Regions from separate parts of the Mus musculus genome. Here regions 1 and 3 are each linked to region 2. Evidence: chromatin contacts called from public HiChIP or PLAC-seq data. All regions are on one chromosome and are shown on one strand. The core of a region is the stretch at or near the end of the contact, and the rest is flanking DNA. Distances in the headings are between cores, read along the strand shown. Region 1 overlaps Tbl1xr1 (transducin (beta)-like 1X-linked receptor 1). Region 2 overlaps Gm31813 (a long non-coding RNA gene). Region 3 overlaps Tbl1xr1 (transducin (beta)-like 1X-linked receptor 1).

Region 1 (2,700 bases), core at 39-2,538, 130 kb before region 2:
ACTCCAGGTCTGTCACCTGGCCTGAGGCAAGGACAGCAGCGGTTTCCAGACATCTCCTAAGAAGTTTCCAGCCAACAGATTACCATAAGGGTCACTGACCCTGGAAGTTACTAATGTGCTTTAAACCAGACCTGCAAGGTTCCGGTATTGGGAAACCCCAGCATGTTGGACTTCTACAAAATAAAACACTCTGTGTTTACATACTATTTGAGTCCAGGGTATCATTCTTTAGCGAATATGGAACCTTACACAACTTTAAAACAAACATTACCAAAATCAATGATCCAAATTAAGACACTAATAAAAATTTTAGTGGCTAACTTCTCATGAGAAAAATGTTTAATTTCAGGTAGAAAAACAAAAACCAGACTGTTTGAGACTGCTGAACAAGACTTGAGCAGAATCCAATCCCAGGGGTACCAATGCAGTAAAAGACAAAAAGCCTGGAGCCCTTAGAGTACTCCCAATACAAGGGAGGCAGAAGCTGAGGCAGGGGCATAAATGCAAGTGTGAGGGCAAACTAGTCTTCATATCGTTTTCCAGGCCAGCAGGACTATAGTGTGGGGCACTCTCCTAAAAAGGCAAAATGGGGTGAAAGGGGAGACACTGAAAAGCTGGTCGGCCAAACATCCCTGAAGAGTAAGCAAGAACTCAGTAGCCTCCTGAGCTGCTCCGGTTCATGAGCTCTACTGTTGCTGCTCAGGCAAAACAAGAACCAGGAGGACAGGGTGCAGAAGCCAGAGCAGCTGTCTTGTTACAGCCACTCAACTTCCCTGTTTTCCACACCCTGAGCCATTCTTTTGAGCTTGTCCTCAAATTTCCACGCTACTTAAACCCATGAGATATATGTGGTATTTTGCAAGGAATGGAAGTCAGTAAATTAAATGATTCCAAACTTTCCTTTATTCCTGAACTCAGCAGCTTTCATTCCACTATCCACACTGACACTTGAGCCCTCCTCAGGCAGCTTCAAACCACAGCCAGTACGTAACACCATGTACACAGGTGTCATGTCCTACGTGCATGTGGGCAGAGTGCCACTGTGCACAAGTGCAGGTCAGAGGACAGCTTCACCAAGTCCTTTCTCTCATTCCAACATGGCATTCTTATGGACTCAGACTATGAGTCTTGGAGGAAAGCGACCTTACCTCACTGGCCGACGTCATGTTTGCTTAAAGTTAATAGTAAACTACTTGGGGGGGGGGGGGAACACCGCACTTCTCAACTTGTAGAAATCATCTATGCCACTTTGTCAAAACAAAGGGAGCAACCTACCAGGGTACCCATCCAGAAGTCTGAGTCATTTGACAAACACAAAAAAGATAAAGGAGCCATGAAGCTCGCCAGCCTGTGCTGCACAAGAGCTGACCCAAAAAGCAAAGAGATTGAGAATTAACAAGTTCAAAAACACATCCACAAGCAAGCAGAGTGCAGCCTCAGGGGTCAAGTTACACACCCAAAGGGACAGGAGGCTACAAGAGGAAGAGCCCAAAGGAACAAATTCCTCCTGACTGCCACACAGAGCAACACCAGGGCAAAGTGCCAGAACACACTTCTCAGTGCAATTTCCTTCCTAATTAAAATTTACTGGTGAATTTTTAATTCTTTGAAAATATCAGTGAAGTACTGTGGCAATCACTTTAGTTCATTTGTAAACTAGAAACCCTGTTTCTCAAATGCAGATCTGGTTCTGAAGAAATAATCAAAACATTCCTTTCTGACGATTATTTGAAAACACCAGATCTTGACAGCTCAGTTAACTTCTACACATCCCTCTACTCCACACATCTCCAGTAGTTTTGGATTATCTAGGAAGTATGCATCAGTAGCTAAGGTCATGTCCAGCTCACAAGCGTGAGAGCCACTTCTATTTCTTTCTCCCAACTCTAACCCTCTCTTTCCTCTTCCATCTGTTTTGTTTCCACTCAGAACCATGAAATGAAAGAGCTCTGCCATCAGTCAACATTCAACACAGACCCAAAATGAAAGTGAAGTTCCTTCCATGACACAGCAAGTGACTTCAAAAGTCAGCAGGAGACAGAATGCATGACTTGTGCACTGCATAGCCTCAAAGCCTTACACGTGCACCGCAGTGAAAGGAAAGACCACCTGAGGTATATGGTGGACCAAGAGCTCACATAAGACCAGAACCAAAGAGAAATGGTTTAGTGAGGATCCAGATTACAAAGAACAGGGAGTCAAGAACCAACACAGAAGACCAGACAATGATTCAATCAGCTATAACTAGTAACCTCAGATCCAAGTCTTCTTTACCCTGGTTTTGGGAATATTCCTGGTTTTAACAGCATATCTGAGCTGTTCCAACCTCCCATCCCACACCCCAAAAAAAAAGATTCCATAGGTGGCCCTACCTTCAAAACAGGACACCCAAGCAGAACCTGATAATCTTATACTTTGAACACCATGAGTCAGAGGAGCAAGGAAGTGCTAGACCAACCTCTTTTCTGGGCCTATATGACCTTCAAAGAGACAAGGTTCTGGAAGGACCAGAAATACTCACTTCATTTAGAAAGCCTCACCAATTCAGTATGAGCAGAGTCTGCAGTTTGAACTTGATCAGGGGCTCCAAGGGAAACACTTGTAAGACAGGCGTCCTCAGGAAGGCCCTACCTGGTTACAAATAAACAATTAAATCAACGACATGTCTGCAGACATCTATCTGGTCTAGAAACAAGTGAT
Region 2 (2,700 bases), core at 36-2,535:
TCTTGAAGTTCCCTTCCTAAAATGTGAAAACTACAAAAGAAATAAGAGGAACAGTTAGAGTGAGAGGAACATTGCTTCTGATAGGAAAATTACAAAACATTGGACAGACCGTGCTCTATGTCTAGAGAACAGGGGCTCTGAGACTCCTAATGGCATAAGCAAAATTGGAAATAGGACATGGGTCAATAATCCAGTATATAGAATGATTTTTAAAAAGAAAATTTAACTCAAAAGAAGCTTGGTTCTTAGGCTAAGACCTGAGAGAAGTTTCTTCTCTGTTGCTGTTAGTATTGCCTGTCTACTTGACTGGCTCTAGGATCACCTAGAAGGCAAACCTCTGGGCCTAATCTGAGAGGATTTCTAGATTAGATTGCCTGAGATGGAAAGACCCACCCCGTGAATTTGGATTCCCACAGGTAGAAGGACCTGACTGAATAAAAAGGAGGAAGCCAGCTAAACTCTGGCATCCACACTTCCTGACAGAGGCCTAAATGTGAAGGACTGCCTCATGCTCCCCCCAGGCCTTCCCTGCCTCAGTGCACTTGGAGCCCTTGGATCAGGAGCCAGAAAAAACTGCCCTTCGTTAAGCTGCTTTCGCTGAATATTTTGTCATAGCAACAAGAAAAGTCAGTGCTACCTCCTCTCAGTAGACATTGGGTGGAGTGATAGATTCATAGAATTTTTTTTTAAGTGCCTCAAAACTAATGCCACATGAGTAGATATTGGAGTGGTGTTCCCGAGGCAGCTTGAGAGAGAAGAGTGACACATTTTGGTACAGGGTGCACTGTCTAAAATAACTGAAGAACGATGATTTGGGGGAATCTTCAGACAGTATTCCTTAAAGCATTCTAAAATAATAATAATAATAAATAAATAAAGTGTTGGGTATCAGAGAAATAAGGAATTCAATAAAAATCCCACTAAAGGAGTTTATCCCTGAAGCTAATGCTGCTATCAATCCCCAGGGTTTCAGTTCTCTGTTCCATTTGAGGATGCAGATAGATGACACGTATGTGCCCATGTGATTGTATTTGGGCCAATCAATGTAAACATGTCTCCCTGGCCAACCCCCACAAGCACTTTTCTGGGCTTAGGATCCTGGGTATCCGTAGGTTGGGTCTTCAAGGGCTCTAAAGAGGAGTGCTCCTGTGATCTCATGACTAGGGACCCAAACAGTGAGCAAATCTTGACTCCCTTGAGGTCCAGAAGCTAGTTTGAACAGCTTGCACTGTGCTAAGTGACATCATTTGACTTTTCAAACTGTAAAGTGCATCACTAGAGCAAAAGTCACCAACGGCTCCAGAAGCACACCCCTCCTACACTGAAAAAGACTGCCACTGCCTCCAACAGGCTGTTAGTGTGGCAATCGTACTGCTTGGGTTATTGCCTTAACTCTGTCATCCTCAGCCTGGGCAGGCTTCCTTATCTCTCAGAGCCCCCACTTATAAAATGAGAACAAGCATAGCACCTAGCTCTAAAGTTCGAAGAAGCTTGTTTACAGAGTGCCCAGCGTAGGACTTACCATGTGTAGTGGCTATTCCTGGTTGTCAACTTGACTATATTTGGAATGAACTACAATCCAGAATTGGAAGGCTCACCAGTGACCCTGGAGGCTAGGAGATAGAAGTTTCTGATCTGGATCTTGGTATGGAGATCTTGAGGCATAGTGGCTATGGATTCCAGAAGATTAAGACAGAGAGTTCTCCGAGTTCAAGATCATCTGGGATTAAAGTTATGGTGGAACACACATTTAATCTGGGCTACACCTTTTGCTGGAGACCATATAAGGACATTGGAAGAAGGGAGTCTTGCTCTCGCTCCTTCGCCTGCTTGCTGTGTGGGACTGAGTAACTGCTAGATCCTTGGACTTCCATTTACAGCTGCGACTGACCATTATTGGGAATTGGACTGCAGACTGTAAGTCATCAATAAATTCCTTTACTATATAGAGACTATCCATAAGTTCTGTGACTCTAGAGAACCCTGACTAATACAGAAGTTGGTACCAGCATAGTGGGGTATTCCTGTGAAAACCTGACCATGTTTTGGGGAGGATTGTGGAAGGACTTTGGAACTTTGAGCTTGAAGATCCATTCGTTGTTAAGAGCTCAGCCAGATGTTGTGTAGGAGCTTGGAAGATAATGTTGAGAACAGTGCAGAAGATGGAGGTCTGGCTTGTGAAACTTCAGAGGGAAAATTTAAGACTCTTTTCAGGGCCATTGCTGTTTTGATTGTGAAGATTCTGTAGTTCTGGTTAGCTGGGGCTGAAAAATCAGCTGGGATTAACAAGATACCAGAACTATTAAAGCAAAACCTTTGCATTACTGGGACTATTGATGCTGGTTAGCTGGAGCTAAGAAATTAGCGGTGATTAAGAAGAGACCAGCATCATTGAGGTGACATCTTCTGGGAAGTGTTTTCTGAAACCACAAAGTGGCTGTGTTCCAGAGATAGCCAAGGTTGTACTCCTGCTGCAGCAGGACTTGGGGTGTAAGGGTCATCCAGGTGGTACTGGTTTTGAAGGCATGAAGGGGTCACGCAGAGCAGCTGAGGCTTGGCACTGTGAGAGGCCATGGAAGGCCATTGGTGAAAGTGCAGCCTCAGTTGCAATTGATGGCCCAGGGCTGAAGGGGTCATGCAGTGTTTTGGAGATGCCAGTACCATGAGATGACCACCAAGAGCAGCAGCAGCAGTGGAGTA
Region 3 (2,700 bases), core at 110-2,609, 250 kb before region 2:
AAACCCCCACCACAAAGGTAGCTAATCCAGTCAATTTGTTCACCCAAAGTGAACCAAAGAAGCAAATGACAGATATGGCCAACAAGTGTTTTTCTATGTTTTCAAAACCCCTGGCCATCAGAGAAAGGTGAACTGAAACTACTTTGAGCTTCTAATTACCCCAGACAGAATGGCTGTCAGGAAAAAAGTGCTAACATGCTGGAAGGAGTGCAAACTAGTACAACACTGCAGAATTCACTATGGAGGGTCCTAGAGTAAGTGACAGAAACAGAGGAGCTGTGCCCCAAGCACACAGATGAAATGAAGGACCCAGTCAATACACCACAGAAACATGTACACAGCTGTACTATTCAAGATGAGAATCAACACATGAATAACGAGAGCAGAAGAAACATGCATACACAATGGAATGTTATGTAACCTTAGAGGAAAAATAACCATAATATTTTACAGGAAAATCGGTAGAACTGGGAAGTATTATTAAGCAAAATATGCCAGACTCAAATGACAAATACGTTTCCTCTCATGAATATACTGCATTAGTTAGCGTTTATTAATGTAGGTTGGAGTGCATGTCATGAAGCTAGAGACGGGTTTATGAGAGGGCTTAGAGTGGTCTTAATGAGGAGAGAGGACAGCATGAGGCTGGAACAGCAGCTGGGGGAAGGGAAGGGAAGGGAGGGCAGAGTCACCGAGAGGCGCAGGAAACAGGCTTAATAAAAAAATCAAAGCAGCCGGGTTTGGTGGCGCCCGCCTTTAATCCCAGCACCTTTAATGAGGCAGAGGCAGGCAGACTTCAGAGTTCAAGACCAGTCTGGTCTACAAAGTGAGTTCCAGAACAGCCAAGGCTACGCAGAGAAACCCTGTCTCAACCCCCTCCCCCCCCCAAAAAAAAATCAAAGCACAAAGTGCCATAATGGTGTTCTTTAGTTTAAATGCTAGTTTTTTAAAGTAAAATTCAAGAGAATTTTCAAAACTACTTACTGAAGAAGTCAGCCTACTTACTGAAGTACATAAGGATACTCAGCTTCATTTCACATAATAATGTAAGCTTGAACCCTCCCTGAACTGGACTCCTGCTGAGTATGAGCCAGAAGCATGGTGCTTTGTGCAGTAAAGATGCAAGAGAGCTAAGAAGAAAAGTCATTGTTGGCCATGAAGGCAAAGATGGCCAAAAGCTCCTCACTATGGCCCTTCCTGAGCCATCAGATATAGAATTTAATGAAAGATACTCAAATATAAATGGTTTAGAGCAAGTAACGCATCAAATAAAATATAGTGGGAATCTAGTACAGATCAGGAAATGGCAGCCTGTAATGTATTAGTATGCACTACACCAACGCAGACCTGGGGAACATAGGGCAGTTCATAGGGCACAAAAGCTATAAAGAAAAGTGAAAGCAAAAGCAACAAACTGGCTTCTATTTGGGGGTAGCTCCTTGCCATCCCTGAAAAGGCAGCCAACCAAGTGTGAAGTCACTAAAGAGATCTTGTCCTTTAACCTCAAGAAAGGTTAAGTTCACCGTAAGCTTCATTTCAAATATACTATGCTGCTCAAGTAAAAAAAGACATCTATTTCTAAATTGACTTTGCACATAAAATGCAACTTTCAGTCAGTGTTGATTCAGCTATAAAATGCCCCAAAGTGTTCTTAGATTCTTAAAACTAAGCATCACATTGATATCACATAAAGAAAAACAAAAATATAAGTAAATCGGTAAATGCTTCTTTAGTAAGTGCAGCTTAAATTAATGGGACGTACCTGTGTGTTCCAGATGTGCACACACTTGTCAAAAGAACCACTTGCCAGATACCTGCCATCAGGACTAAAAGCCACACTGTACACGGGCTCTTGATGTTTTGTCAAAGTATGGATGCAAATCCCTCTGTCTACGTCCCATAACCTAACTGTAGAATCAAAGGATGCACTAAAAAATGGAAAAGGAAAATAATTTTATAAGCAATCAAATACTCTCTTGGCCTTGCCCCTAGCCTCCCACATTCTGCCCATCCTAAGAGGCTAGCAAACTAAACGGCTAAAATTCAAATAGTGTGGAAACTGGGAGGGAAACATGAAAAGGACGGAAGGCCCTGACCCCTGCCCACTCAGGTAACTCCCAACAATCCTGATTATTGGTCCTTGGTTCTGAATCTCTCTCTTTTTTTTTAAAAAAAAAAAAAAAAAGGTTGCTGATGGACTTTTATTATCCTATGCCCAAATGATCTGCTGTTAACTGAAATAGAGTCTCACTATAGAGCCCATGTTGATTTCAGGCACACTGACTTAAGTGTAGGATTTTAAGTGTGGGTCAATATGCAAAACCTAACTATTGGGTTTTATTCATATTGGATTTTATATCAATAGATACAAAAAAGCATTAAGTCCTGAAATTCTAATATTAAAAACCCATGTTTAAAGTTTCCCACTGAAATATATCCACCTCAAGATATGTTCCCTGTTTTCTGCCATTTTTTCCCAAAAGTTTTATGCATGAGAAACTCAACAGGAAAAGTGAAACAGACACATCACCTTGCTAGCATAAGGTTGGCATTTGGATTATTTGTCCCTGGTCCTGTTGGACTCCACTTAATAGTATAAATTTCTTTATTATGTGCTTGCAAATCATGGACACAGTTATCTTGCTTCATACTCCAGATCTAAATCAAAAGAAAAAATGTGGTAGTTTTCTGTACAACAGA

The links. HiChIP or PLAC-seq counts read pairs in DNA pulled down with a chosen protein or histone mark.
Region 1: a contact with region 2 is called in a BATF HiChIP or PLAC-seq map of CD8 T cells, with 15 read pairs. The contact joins two enhancer-like sites. A contact is called at or near these places in 1 of 484 Hi-C or Micro-C datasets (liver) and 8 of 115 datasets of contacts at active chromatin or transcription factors (CD8 T cells, embryonic stem cells, extraembryonic endoderm stem cells and 4 more).
Region 3: a BATF HiChIP or PLAC-seq map of CD8 T cells shows a contact between it and region 2, with 9 read pairs. The contact joins two enhancer-like sites. A contact is called at or near these places in 1 of 484 Hi-C or Micro-C datasets (group 2 innate lymphoid cells), 3 of 115 datasets of contacts at active chromatin or transcription factors (CD8 T cells, embryonic stem cells and pancreatic cancer cells) and 2 of 9 other capture datasets (adipose tissue and liver).

Annotation. Positions count from the first base shown.
Region 1 is chr3:22,089,344-22,092,043 of GRCm38.p6, reverse strand. The region is part of intron 1 of Tbl1xr1 (transducin (beta)-like 1X-linked receptor 1); the gene reads right to left. Among named protein-coding and RNA genes, the nearest start is that of Tbl1xr1, 14 kb to the right of the region's middle. Within about 2 kb of position 1,288, at least 133 of the 459 cell types and tissues checked have an H3K27ac peak or open chromatin away from gene starts, as enhancers often do. A contact at or near this core is called in CD8 T cells, where this site is marked.
Region 2 is chr3:21,957,411-21,960,110 of GRCm38.p6, reverse strand. The region is part of intron 1 of Gm31813 (a long non-coding RNA gene); the gene reads left to right. Among named protein-coding and RNA genes, the nearest start is that of Gm31813, 5.6 kb to the left of the region's middle. Within about 2 kb of position 1,285, at least 45 of the 459 cell types and tissues checked have an H3K27ac peak or open chromatin away from gene starts, as enhancers often do. A contact at or near this core is called in CD8 T cells, where this site is marked.
Region 3 is chr3:22,203,055-22,205,754 of GRCm38.p6, reverse strand. Tbl1xr1 (transducin (beta)-like 1X-linked receptor 1) reads right to left here. Exons shown (of 16, transcript NM_030732.3): 13 at 2,531-2,658; 14 at 1,763-1,928. Among named protein-coding and RNA genes, the nearest start is that of Tbl1xr1, 130 kb to the right of the region's middle. Within about 2 kb of position 1,359, at least 3 of the 459 cell types and tissues checked have an H3K27ac peak or open chromatin away from gene starts, as enhancers often do. A contact at or near this core is called in CD8 T cells, where this site is marked.